Regions from separate parts of the Mus musculus genome. Here region 1 is linked to region 2. The links are chromatin contacts, called in public HiChIP or PLAC-seq maps. All regions are on one chromosome and are shown on one strand. The core of a region is the stretch at or near the end of the contact, and the rest is flanking DNA. Distances in the headings are between cores, read along the strand shown. Region 1 has its middle 15 kb from the start of Pak6. Region 2 holds the start of Disp2 (dispatched RND tramsporter family member 2).

Region 1 (6,531 bases), core at 416-2,915, 130 kb before region 2:
TGGCTCAGCAGGCAAAAGCCCTTGTCACCAAGCCTGATGACTGCTAGAGTTAGATTCTTGGGCCCCACACAGTGGAAGGACAGAACCACTTCTTACAAGTTGTCCTTGTGCATGCACACATATACAAATAAATAAAATGTAACTTAGAAATACTGCTCTGGAATAAAAGCTTGAGTTTTCATACGCTGGTTCCGTATGGTTATGTGGTGGATGTCAAATGACCATCTGTAAACACGCTGTTTCCTCCATCAAAGCACCTGCTTCTGCTGTTGCTCCTGGGAGGCTCCTGTGGCCGTCTTGAAGCCGAGCAGTAATCTGTCCATGAGTTCACATCATCCTCTCCCTGTGACACTGAGGTTGCCCAGACTGCTAGTTTTCCCTTGTAAGCAAGGGACCATGTATCTACTGTCACTCTGTGCCCAGTAATGTGTATTGTGGGAAGCCACATGTGCCGTTGCAGGGTGGCGCTGGTTACAGCTGGCCGCCACGCATACATAGGCAGTAAAGTTTGCCAAGATGAGGTTTTGAGAATTAATCAGATGAGAGACAAGTTAACCAATCAGATGAGAGACAAGTTAACCAATCAGATGTAGGCATGCAAATGAGGTGGTAAGCATAATCCATGCATAACCAATCCGGGTGTGAGACATGCCTCTCCTAGGCCTATATAAGCAGCACCAGTTCTGGGCTTGGGGTCTTTTCACCTCTGCAATCAAGCTCTCCCAATAAACGTGTGCGGAAGGATCCTGTTGCAGCATCGTTCTTGCTGGCGAGTCAGGGCGCGCATGCAAGACTATATAATTCTCAAAAATGAAAATCCAGGAAGGATCCAGCTACAAATTCAGGGACAAATTATAGTGGTTGCAGGTTAATGTCTGTCCTTAGTGTTAGATCTCACTTTCAGTACACCATTTTATTAGGCTAATGTAGCACGCTAAATGATTGTTAAGTTCACGTTATGATAGGCTTCACTGTCTAGGTTGTTATGCCAGGCGCAGTGGGGCACAGCTGTCATGCAGGAGCTGCACTGGGCAGAGAGCTTGCCGGTGGCCTGGGCTAGATCCTAGAGACGATCTCTTTTTTAAAAAGTTGTTTCTAAAGGGTATTCTCTGTGACGTGGACATTGTATTTCCATGTACACTTAATTTAGGTCCATGCTCAGCTGGAAGAGTTGGATGCCTCTGTCTGTCTGCTCCAGTTTCAGAGCCGTTTTAACTTGCCAGCCTGGTCATGTGGGCCTTTTCCTCTAATTGCTGCTCTTCCAAGATTTGCAAAGTGAGGGTTGCACTTCATAAAACAACTACTGGACTAGGGATATGGCTCGCTTGGCAGAGTGCTTGCCCTGGCATCCTCCACATCCTGGGTTTGATTCCCAGCACTGCATCCTGCAGTGGAAACTTAAGGGTTCTTAGGAAAGTCAGTTTTATGGTGTCTTGCTGGGGCAAACATGTGAATGAATATTTCACTGAAGCAGACACAGGAGAGAAAATTTTCTGCTAAAGCAAACATGTGAAAGGACCCATGATGGAGGATTCTTTGCTAAGGACTCGAACATTGGTCCACCTTCCACTGAGTAGTTGAGCTGGACTCCTCAGACTCCAGCTGATTGGATGCACCTGCAGAGGCAGGGCACGTGGAGGACACATGATGTCTGGAGGGTATAAATAGGACTCGGACCGAGTGACAGAGAGCTTGGCCTGCTGACACAGCTAGTTTGTGCTACTCTTGTGGGTCTTGAGTCTTTGCTGATTTTCGTTTCCCTGAGAGAAACACAGCTGAGGAACTTCTCCTGGTGTCCCTCTGGGTCCCTCCTGCTGACTGGAGCTGAGGCTGAGGCCTGGCTGTCCCTGCTAGGTCCTGTCACCGTTGCTGCTAACCACTTTTCTGAACTGGACTGCTTGTGTATCCGTGAAATGTTTGAGTGGATCGAGCTGCCGCTGCCTTCTAGCCTGTGAACTGATGACTTCAGACAACACAGACGGGAGTTGCTTCAAAGAACCTTTCTAAACAGGTTCACTTCTAAACAGGATGGGTTCCCATATCCTTTCTTTTCAACTACCTCTGGTGGGTAGTGGGCTAAAGGGAGGTTAAAGTGTTTAAGAACCATCATTAAAAAATAGGATGTGAAAACTTAAAGTTGCAGCATACATCAGCCGCACTGGTACTCCTGTAACCCCAACCCTGGGGAGGTGGAGGAGGAGCTTCGGAAGCTGATTATCTTCAGCTATACAGTGGGCTTGTAGCCTACCTGGACAGAAAGTTGTAGAATAAATCCATAGAGCCATGCTTGGTGGCATACACCTCTTACCCAATACTCTAGCAATAGAAGCAGGTGGGTGTCTGTGAGTTTCAGGCCAGCCAGGGTACATAGTGAGATTCCCCCCCCCCACCATCTATAAATAAAGTAAAACCACCAAAAATCTGTAAACAAGAGATGAATATGGATTTATTAGCTTTTCTATTTTAAAATTGAAAAAAAATGTAGTGCTACACTAAAGTACTAGTAAAGGCAGAAAAAGAAGCACACATGAAGTTTCACTGAGGTTGGCTGGGGATAATAGCTAAGGGTGAGTAACTGTGACGAAGCTGCATTAAGCACAGGGGTCAGACACATAAGCTGGACATAGGACACAAGGTGACTTCCGCTGACTTCTTCCAGATCTAGGGCATCACTACATAGTAAGAAAGCCATTGCTCAGGATTCAGATCGGCATGCCCTCCGCCCCAGTGCGTGGAGCACTGGCCAAGGCTCTTTCACGGGCTGCATAACTTATTGCATTTTCCTTATGTTAGCTTTGCATTCCCGGTTCAGGTGAGCTCTGTGGGGGTGGGAGTGGGTCCTCCTAACAGTCAGTTAGGATTTACATCGCGTGAGTCAACTTTACGGGTCTGTACCTGCCTAGAAGCTCTCAGGGTGTGATCCCAGCCAGACAAGACAAAGTGTGGAGGTCAGAAAGCTGACTTTTTGGTTTGCTTGTTTATTTTGTTTTTAAGATGGCCTCACTGTATAGCACCAATGGCCTAGAACTCATTGTGAAGATCAAGCTGGCCTGAGACTTATGGTGGTCCCCCTGTCTCTGCCAGGCCTAGAAATGCTTCCTTTGAAGCCAGAATAATTGGACCTGACTTTTAGCTGTGACTTTAACTTCCCTGAGCCACTGCCATCCTCTAAATGACACTACCCCGAGACCCTGCTTCACATGTTGAAAGCTGATGGTCTCTGCATAAGCATGTGTGTCGGTTTAGTTCTAACGTTTACTGAGGTAACGTCTGTAAAAACCTCTCCAGACCGAGATCCCGGCTGACTGATTGGAGCCTTGCTATCACGCATGTGCAGAGCAGTGCTCTTCTGTGCTTTCCTGCAACCTTTATATCACGATAAACCACAGTGCTAGCAGGATTCTATTTGTTATTATTTCTCTCTCTGTGTGTGTGTGTGTGTGTGTGTGTGTGTGTGTGTGTGTGTGTGTGTGTGTGTGTGTCCATTCGTGACCATGTCTGAGTCTGGTCTTTCTTTAGACACTCCATGTAGCCCTAGCTCTCCTGGATCTTAATATGTAAAGCAGGCTGACCTCCATTCCCAGAGATCCTACTGCCTCTGCCACCTGAGTGCTAGGATTAAAGGTGTGCACCACCGCATACCCTCATCCACCCTTTTACAGCACGCTATTCACAAGCCATCACGTGAGACGCTGAGGATGGAGCCCAGGGTGCTGCATGTTCCCCAGTCACATAACACACTTTTCAAAAGCAATTATAACCCGGTGGTCCTATATTCCTAGGAACAGGATTTTTAGTTACAGATAGAAGACTAAAGCAACTGTTATGAATCCTACTGTGCCCCAGCTTCAAATAATTTGGGTTCTTTCCTTGGCAGAGTAACACAGTTTAAAGGGAGATATACTATATACAATATTTATTACCATGTCCCAGAGAGTGGGTGGATTGTTACAAGATGGGTAACAAAGAAAGGACAGTGACTGTGGAAAGGGAAAGATCACACCAGATCCTAAGAGCCGCTCTGAGGCCAGCGGCTGGCTGTCTTGCTTAGGAGGAGTTTGTGAGGCTGGCTTGATACCTCCACTCCGTATCCAGGCAGCGGAAGTGATACGGACAGTTCCTGGTGTTTTGATTGGCACCAAGTGCTACAACTCCTCCTCCTACTTCAGCGAGGTATGTTTAAAGGCATTTTGGGAGCAAGAGACATAGCTCAGTGTCCGAGTGTTTGTCTAGCATTTGCAGGACCCTAGGATCCATCACTAGCATAATGAAGATAAATGATTAATTTTTAATGAAAATTGGGACCGGGGTGTGGCTCCGTGGTACAGCACTTGCTTTGCACACATGAGTCAGACTGTAGTGAGAATTCTGGAGTTTGGTTTCTCTTAAAAACACAGAAACATTATAAGAACATGCTTTTGTTTTAATCCCATGTGTGGGATAAGGGGCTGCTTTGGACTGTCCATACCAGCTGACCCTGATTTGCCTCATGCTCTAGCAGAAGTGTGGTTTTGCCAGCTGCTATGAACAGACACCATGACCAAGGCAACTCTTATAAAAGAAAACATTTAATTGGGGCTGGCTTACAAGTTCAGAGGTTCAATCTAGTATTATAGCAGGAAACATGGCAGGCTACAGGCAGGCATGGTGCTGGTAAAGGAGCTGAAAGTTCTACATCTCCATCTGAAGGAAGCCAAGAGGAAAATGTCCACCACAGGCAGCCAGAAGGAGGCTGCCTTCCACACTGGGTGAAGCCTGAGCATAAAAGACCTCAAAGCCTTCACAGTGACACAAAAGACCTCAAAGCCTTCACAGTGGCACACCTCCACCAACGAGGCCACACATACTCCAATAAAGCCATACCTCTTAATAGTGACACTCCCTACCTACGCCTAAGCATTGAAACACTTGAACCTATGGAGGTCAAACCTATTCAAACCACTACACCATCAAAGCTGATAGGATTAGAACTGGGCAGGAGACGTCTCCTGGAAACCTTGGCCATGACCTGAAAAGCACTGACTTCTTTGAAAAATGTCTGTTTATAATTTCCCACACAGTTAATGAGAGAGCACAGTTAATGACTTAACAACAGAAGGGGGAAGTGTAGTGAGAATTCTGGGATTTCGATTTCTTTTAAAAACACATCAATATTCTAAAAATGTGCTTTCATTTTAATCGCAGGTACAGGGATGCTGGGCTGCTTTGGACCGTCTGCAGCTCTGACTATGATTTGCCTCATGCTCTAGCACAAGCGTGGTTTTGCCAGCTGCAGGTATTTCCTGCAATTGTGTAGCATTTTGGAATTCTGGAAACTTTTCAGAGGGTTTTAAAAGGCAGAGGGTCAGTGATTATTGTTCATTCAGAGGGTGTCTTAGGGTTTTACTGCTGTGAACAGACACCATGACCAATGCACCTCTTATAAGGACATTTAATTGGGGCTGGCTTACAGGTTCAGTGGCTTAGTCCATTATTATTAAGGCAGGAACATGGCAATGTCCAGGCAGGCATGGTGCAGGAGGAGCTGAGAGTTCTACATCTTGTTCTGAAGGCAAACAGAAGAGTGACTTCCAGGCAGCTGGGCGGGGGTGGGGGGGGTGGGGGGGTGGGGGGGTGGGGGGGTGGGTCTCAAAGCCCACATCCACAGTGACACACCTACTCCAACAAGGCCACACTTCCTCATAGTGCCACTCACCCGGCCAAGCATAGACAAGCATCACAGAGGGATTGTTCTTGTTTGTTAGTAGGTGCTCAAAAAAGAAACAAAAGGAAGGAAATTAAAATTCAGGGCTCTCTCTCTCTCTCTCTCTCTCTCTCTCTCTCTCTCTCTCTCTCTCTCTCTCTCTCCACCCCCTCTAAGGGATAAAGACCTCTAAGGGATAAAGGGTGGGGAAAAGACCCACAAAGTAGCAAAGACTAGATACATCAGGCACTGATTTCAATCTCAGCAGCACAAAAGCAAAATACAACAGCTTGGGGAGTTGTTCCTCCAGTTCTTAGGTGGCAAGGGGGTCATCAGGGCAGCCGCCTCCTGGGTCAGTGGGATTCCTGAAGGTTAGAACAAACATTCATGCCAACAACAGGATAAGGAGAACTAGGTGAGCTTTGTGTCACATCTTCCAGGAAATAAGTGCTCTGGAATTTAAGCACTCAATGACCAGCACCAGCCATAGAGCAAGCTCCCAGCTGTCAGGACAAAGCCCCCATGAGAATCATCTCAGGAACACCTGCTCTTGGCTGCCAGGGCTTGAACCGTGGCAAACTGGGGCCACAAAAATACAGAAACACCCTGGACACAGATAGGGATAGTTCAGCCTGAGCCGTGGCAGTAAAAGGACAAAGCTTCCCATGGATAGCAGAACACGCATAAATGGTCCAGAGAAAGCTCCAGAGACTCTGGATGGGAACAGATGTTAAGAAAGAGCCAGGGGAAACTGAGGCAGAGCTCTGCACTCAAAACAGTCTCCAAACTGCCTTTGGCAGAGGAGCTGTGCAGTTGTACATGACCTGAGCATAGTCAAGGTTCCTAAA
Region 2 (6,581 bases), core at 2,930-5,429:
ACTCAGCCAGCTCTTGAGCCCACAGGGATGCACAAGTAAGCTTTGTATTGACTTTCAATATGAATCTGCTGTTAGTGGATGAATGAAGGAATAACTGTCAGGCAAGTGGCCAAGTCTGAGGAGCTGTGGTGGGGGCAGGAGTGAACACAGGAACTAGCATCGGAGAAGAGGCAGGGGCAAGTTGTCCCCTTCAAAACCAAAGGACTGAAACCACTCTCTTTTCCCCCTTTCTCTCTAACAGGTGGCAAGGTAGGCACATTCTCGAGCCTTCCTCCCTCCCCTTCTTTGTGCCCCCCCCCCCCCCCCCGGCTGCTTCTTTCAGACCTCTCACCTCCTTCTTGGACCAGGACTTTGCCAAATGAAGCCAGGAAGACTCAGGCAGCAGCCTGGGAAGGGCGGAGTGCTGCCGCATCCGCCCACCCCCTGCCAACTGCAACCTTCTCCTTGGCAATCTCTCCTCTGTTTTCCCATCTGTCTCTCTCCTTTCCTTACTTCCCTCCCCTGGCCCAGCAGCCCATCCTCTCCCCTGCTAGTTCCCAGCCTGTTCTGTGCTTCCCTGGCTGGCTGGCTTGCTTGCTCTCAAGCCCCAGCCACACTGCAGGCCTGCTAGGCCAGGCTTCTGCAAGGGAAGGAAGGGAAGGCTGCCTGCTCACTACCACCCCCTCCCAACCAGCAGCAGACAGATTTCCTGGCCTGCATCTGTGACCCTGCCATAGAAGGGTGGGAAGTGGCTGTTTCCTAGAGTGGCTGAGCCCTGTTGAGGCAGGGACTGTTGTAAGAGGCTAGCCCCCAGTTATGGAGACTGTCTTCCCTGTAGGTATTCTGCCCTATCAGCCCCTTGGATGGCCAGAGCAGAGTAGGGAGCCATCCCACTCCTGGAACAGAGGGCCATAACCTCATTTCTACACCACTGGGCTTCAGATCCCAGTGCCCTGTGATTTTCCTAGGCCTATAGCAAGAGACAAACACTGCTGGTCTCCAGCCAAGAAAGGTGGAACAGTTCTCTCCCAGGCCTCTTAGATCTGAGAAGTGGAGCTTTCACTTCTTCCTGATTAGGTCTGGCAGCTGCTCGGGGGCATTATAGGCTCATACCTAGACGCCCTGTGTGAACATATGTGTACAGATGTGTACAGATGTGTACATGCTTATGTACCCACCTGCAGGCATATATCCAGACATCGCTATTTTGTTGTGGTGTTTTGTTTTTACAGTACTAGGTTTATGGTTTGTGGACAAATTCTCTACCATTGAACTCCATACCCAGACAAGCTTTAAAATTTTATTTAGTTACTTTTATTTGTGAGACAAGATCTCATTATGTAGCCTTGGCCTGGCCTGAAGCTCACTATGTAGATCAGACTAGCCTTGAACTCATAGAGATCTGCCTGGTTCTAGCCTCTTGTGTTGCTAGAATTAAAAAGCATGTACCAACATACCTGGCTAAAAATTTAAATACAAGGCTTCATTCTATTGCCCTGGCTAATCTGAAACTCACTATTTAGATAAGGCTAGTCTTGAACCCACAGAGATCCACCTGCCTCTGCCTCCTTAAAGGGTTAAAGTGCCACCACACTCCACAACCATAGCTATTGTGTATACATTTAACACACATCTATCTATACACAACATATCCTTGCTGTCCACCCTCTACCTTTGACCTGTTGTTCTTCTTGGAGCCTGGCTTTCTCCCTCCTTGGCTTTCAGGGAGTTCTTCTCCAGCCTCCCAGACCCTGGCTTTCTCTCTGCCGGGCTCTCAGGGGATTCTTCTCCAGCCTCCTCAGCTTCACCTTTGCCCCTGAGTGTAGTAAGCTGTCATTTCTAGCAAGGCAGAACTTGTAGACATTTTGCCAGGGCCTCCAGGATGGGGAAGATAATCTTGTTTCTTACAAATAAATAACTGAAGATTCAGGAAAAGAGGTCACAGCTCTGCAAAAGGGATAAACCTAAAGCATCCAGACTCTTTCCCCTTTTCATTGCCTGATACTAAAGGGCTTCACTGCAAAAGAAGCAGGGCTAGGAGCAGTTCCTTGCTATCTGTATCACCCAACTTCCTACTACACCCCTTGCAGATGCCCAGGAATCCTGAGTCCCTTGGGGAGGGGACGTAAAGAAGAATCGACTGCAGCCATTGGCATTGGCTTTGTACCCTGGCATTTCTCTTTTGGCTTTCCACAGGGGCATTGTGGGCCACCCCCTGGCCATGGTCCGGGACACTGTCATGAGGGACATCACCCTCCAGGACCTGGTGGTCCACACCCTGGCCATGGCCCAGGACACTGTCCTGGAGGACATCACCCTCCAGGACATGGTGGCCCATCCCATGGCCATGGCCCAGGGCACTGTCCTGGAGGACATCACCCTCCAGGACATGGTGGCCCATCCCATGGCCATGGCCCAGGGCACTGTCCTGGAGGACATCACCCTCCAGGGCATGGTGGCCCATCCCATGGCCATGGCCCAGGGCACTGTGGCCCTCACCCTGGTCCACATCACTGAGAAATCAGAAGAAATGAAGACACAAGATGAGGAGTCTGCATGGAATCCCCAGCTGACCTGGCACCGGGTCTAAACTAGAATTTTCCCTTGCAAATAAATAGCCTCTTGGAGGCCATATTTGTTGTTGTTAGAGACTGTCTTTCTTCATATCCGACTGGTCCTCAGAGCCCAGTTCTATCTAAATTTCATTACTATGAAGGCCAGATATCCGTCTTGGCATTCTCAGAAACTTGACTGAGTGGTACCCACAACATATCGCTGCTGAAGATCACTGATCTGATGGGGGCTTCCACAGCTCTGAGTACATTCTCACCATTTCCTGAAAACATACTGAACTCCCAACCTTCTTTTGTTACAGTCTCCTAAATCCCACTCCAGGTGAAGCATGCTCTGCCTGTCTTTCATGCCTTCACATTTCCAAAACCTCCCCAGCCAGCCGCAGCTCCACTGTCTCCAGGAAGCTTGCTTTAAAGCTATTCGAAAGAAATGTCTCTCTTTGTACCCTGCCCTTTCTCTGCCACAAATTGTAGATCAGAGGTGCTATCAACCATCTCCTAGGTCTAGCCACACCCTGGCCTCCTGGCACTGATTTAAGGCTGCCTTTATCTCTGCAGCCAACTGTAAGTCACTCAAGGCACTTACTTCTAAACCTCCAGATCCACTCAGCCCGGGCTCTAGAACCCGTGCCTGCCTAGACCAGCACTTGGACACAATTAAGGGATATCTTTAAGCCAAATCTCTTGAGTCTGACTCTCCTCAGCCCATTGCTTCTAGCTTGTCACCTCCATGCACAGCACAGCCAGGCCCAAAACAGCCTGCTTGTTGTGAAGTTTTTTTGTTTTTTTTTTTTTTTGTTTTTGTTTTGTTTTTGTTTTTTTGTTTTTTGTTTTTTGTTTTTTGTTTTTTCTTTTGCCTAACCAAATCTACCAAGGACTCCTCTACACTGAGGCTTCTCCTACTTCTGGTATTCACTATAATTCAACTACAGTTCTCTAGCCAGGCCTGCCCTTCCGACCAACACCTCAATTCCTTCACAGCTAGTCCCTCGTCGGGGCTGGCAAGTGCTCCGAAGTGGGTGGCTATCAGGTCTCTCTGTAGGTGGAGAGTGGTGGTAACTGCATGAAAGGGGCTGGGCATCCCTCCTCCTCTCACTCCCCCTATCCCTTGTTGCGCACTTAAAAGATTCGAGAAGAGGCTTTAATGTAGGAAGAGGCCGCAGGCTCAGAGCCAGGTCCAAAATGGGAGGAGTGACCCAACTCGAGCAGATACCCATCTCTCCCTCGGGAGGACAGAACACTGAGAGAAGCCTAGAGAAATAAGGGTATTTATGAGACCCAACCTCTCTGCTTCCCTGCGTTACAAAGTGTGGATGCCTGGGGTTCAAGTTGGGAGGATTTTACCCGGGTTGTTCCTTTTTAGTTTCTTGTAAAAAGTACAAGGCGTCCAGGAGGGACGGTCTGGCCATATTACTAAGGACAATGATGAGAGCTGGTCAGGGTAGAGAGGCCTGTACTGCAGCCTACAACCTTCGTGACAACGAACCCCCAGCCCCCCATGCTGCGGCTCTGCCGCAGCTCGTGTCCCTGTCTCCCCTCCATCCTTCCTGCCCTCTGTCCATTGGCGGATTTCTCTTCGGCCCCGCCCAGCGACTGGCCTCTGGAGCTGACGCATGCGCAAGATCCCACCGCTGCCGCTGCTTCAGCACCAGAGCCCGGACAGCGGCGCCGCCCACGGGCATGGACGGTGGTAGCAGCCCCAGCTGCTGCAGCGATCTTCTCTTTGCCAGTTTCTGAACCGCAAGCAGCGGCCTGAGGGGAATACATTAGCCCCAGAAGGCAGCTGCCGGAACAAGTAGGAAGAACCCCTCCGTAGATCCTGCTGGAAGATCTTCTCAGTAAGCCTGCATCAGGTATCCTAAATAGCCGCCGCCACATATCACCTCATCCATTCCCCAGCTCTCTTCTGAAAGCCTTTTCCCGAGGCGAGTATGATTGTACACCTTCATTTTGCCTGGCTAGTTCATCCTCTCTCATCGACACTTGATAATACCAGTTCTCGTTGCTTTCACCTCCTGGGGGACCTGCCCCACCCACTGTTCTCTCCTTTCCCCTAAGGCCGCAGATGTCCATTTCCTTAGCTTCTAGAGCTTCCCCAACTCCCTGAGGCCTTGCCTCTGCGTCTTTGCAAAAGGCCTCAGGACCGCAGCTATGTCGGTCTGCATGTCAGTGAGCAAAGGGGTGTGCATGTACAACGGGGGGAAAAAAGGCTGGCCAAAGCAGGTATCCTAGGGAGAGAAGGCGACATTTGGGATCTACACCACGGGCTGACTGTCTGTCCATCACCATCAGTTCCTTGTCTGCCCACTGCCATCGGTTGCTCTGCTGCCCAGCAAATCGTTGTTTGTTTTCCCTGCATGGCCTCCTGCTTGTGTACACACTGGCTTTAGCCTCCGTGTATGGCAAAAACTAGACTGAAGCCATGACCGCTGAAGGAGCCTGGGGGGGGGGGTGGAAGAGAAAAAAAAAAACCACCTTCCCACTGAGCGCCCATTCCCAGAACTGGGTACCCTTCATTTTTCTGACTTCATCAGACGTGTGGTGGAACAGTCTGGCCAGGTAGCAATATGGCGCCATTTGTGTGTCCTGCCTGACTCTGCCGCCCCCAGAATCTCTCTTCAGACATGACACTTCATCTCTTTCCTGCCTGGACTGAAATAAAAGGCATTTTTAAGAGGCAAAAGGCAGTTGCAGACACCTTATCTCAGATTATCGGATTTAAATTGTACATTCTGTTTCTCAGAAGCAGGAGAAAGCCCCACAGGTGGAAGCAAATGTTTTCTCCCTCTTTTATTAAATTATTACCCTGAGAGAGATAAAATCTTATTCAAGAGGGCAAATCACAGTATGGGTATATTCTCCAGACCAGAGCACAGGCCAGGGACTCTGCTTGGAGCCACAACCTGACCAAAAGAAGGTGGGACTGGGGCTGGGGGTAGGGGTTGCAGCTCAGTGATAAAGCATTTTTTTCTAGCATTGGCAAAGCCTTAGGCTCCATCCCCAAGCACTGCAGAAAAAAGGGGGGGGAGAGGAGGGAGGGAGGGAACAGTGACAAATCAGGGCAGGGCCCAGGACCAGGAGCATCTGTACAAGGGGCTACAGCATCATTGGCTGTCTGGCACATCTTGCCAAGGAACAGTCCTGTCTGGTCTCTTCATTTCTCCCAGGCATGGGAACTACTTGTTCTCTTCCAGCAGTCCTCTGGAACCCCTGCTGATCTCTGAAGTTCCCCAGAGACCGTGGATACTACACAGGCATAACAATTTTGTTCAACTCAAGAGAAGAAACACAAATATGCTCCTGTTGAATCAAGCACCACCCTGGGGATAGTTATACCATAAAAAGTACATACTATACACATCACACACACACAGAGATAGACACACACAGACACACTACACCACAAAATTATCACACAGACACACACAAACACACTACACAACAAACTCACATCACACAGACACACACATACACACAAACACACACACACACACACCACACACACACACACACACACACACACTGCAGTCCTTTCCTCCCAGTTCTAGAGATGAAACTTGAGCCTTATGTGTACAAAGAACATTACATCCTCATTTCCACCCTCAAGGTAACATGCAATTGTGATGCCAGCCCTCAGGTGGCTGAACAGGAAGATCACAAGTTCAACGCTACTCTAAACTACATAGACCTTGCTTTCTCCCTTTCCTTGGCCTCCCAAGACCCTTCCTTTTGGCCCCGCCTCTGCATCTTCACCTAGCCTACAGAGAGAGTATCTGTCTTTAAAAAAAAAAAAATTCAAGCGTGGTAGCAAATTAACCCCAGAACTCACTTGGGAAGCAGAAGCATAGAGTTCAAGGCCATCCCGATATGCAATCTCAGTTTGGGAGGCTAAGGAGGGGAGTGCCATGACTTTGAGGCCAACCTGGGCTATATATCAAAAGCAAAAGGGGTGGATAGAAAGAGAGACAGAGAGACAGAGACAGAGACAGAGATCTTGTTTGCCTAGGCTGGCCTCCAAGTACTCTATCT

What was found. HiChIP or PLAC-seq counts read pairs in DNA pulled down with a chosen protein or histone mark.
Region 1: a contact with region 2 is called in an H3K27ac HiChIP or PLAC-seq map of microglia, with 4 times the contacts expected there. The contact joins the enhancer-like site here to the promoter of Disp2 in region 2. A contact is called at or near these places in 12 of 39 promoter capture datasets (the C10 cell line, the HPC-7 cell line, embryonic stem cells and 7 more), 1 of 15 datasets of contacts at CTCF or cohesin (large pre-B cells), 9 of 484 Hi-C or Micro-C datasets (embryonic fibroblasts, embryonic stem cells, liver and 4 more), 6 of 115 datasets of contacts at active chromatin or transcription factors (bone marrow-derived macrophages, double positive thymocytes, embryonic forebrain and 3 more) and 3 of 9 other capture datasets (adipose tissue, liver and pancreatic islet).

What each region holds. Positions count from the first base shown.
Region 1 is chr2:118,645,201-118,651,731 of GRCm38.p6, forward strand. No RefSeq gene overlaps it. Among named protein-coding and RNA genes, the nearest start is that of Pak6, 15 kb to the right of the region's middle. Within about 2 kb of position 1,666, at least 3 of the 459 cell types and tissues checked have an H3K27ac peak or open chromatin away from gene starts, as enhancers often do. A contact at or near this core is called in microglia, where this site is marked.
Region 2 is chr2:118,775,540-118,782,120 of GRCm38.p6, forward strand. It overlaps Disp2 (dispatched RND tramsporter family member 2), which reads left to right and starts at 4,180. Exons shown (of 8, transcript NM_170593.3): 1 at 4,180-4,405. Phgr1 (proline/histidine/glycine-rich 1) reads left to right here. Exons shown (of 4, transcript NM_001145644.2): 3 at 242-249; 4 at 2,176-2,626. The coding sequence ends at 2,496.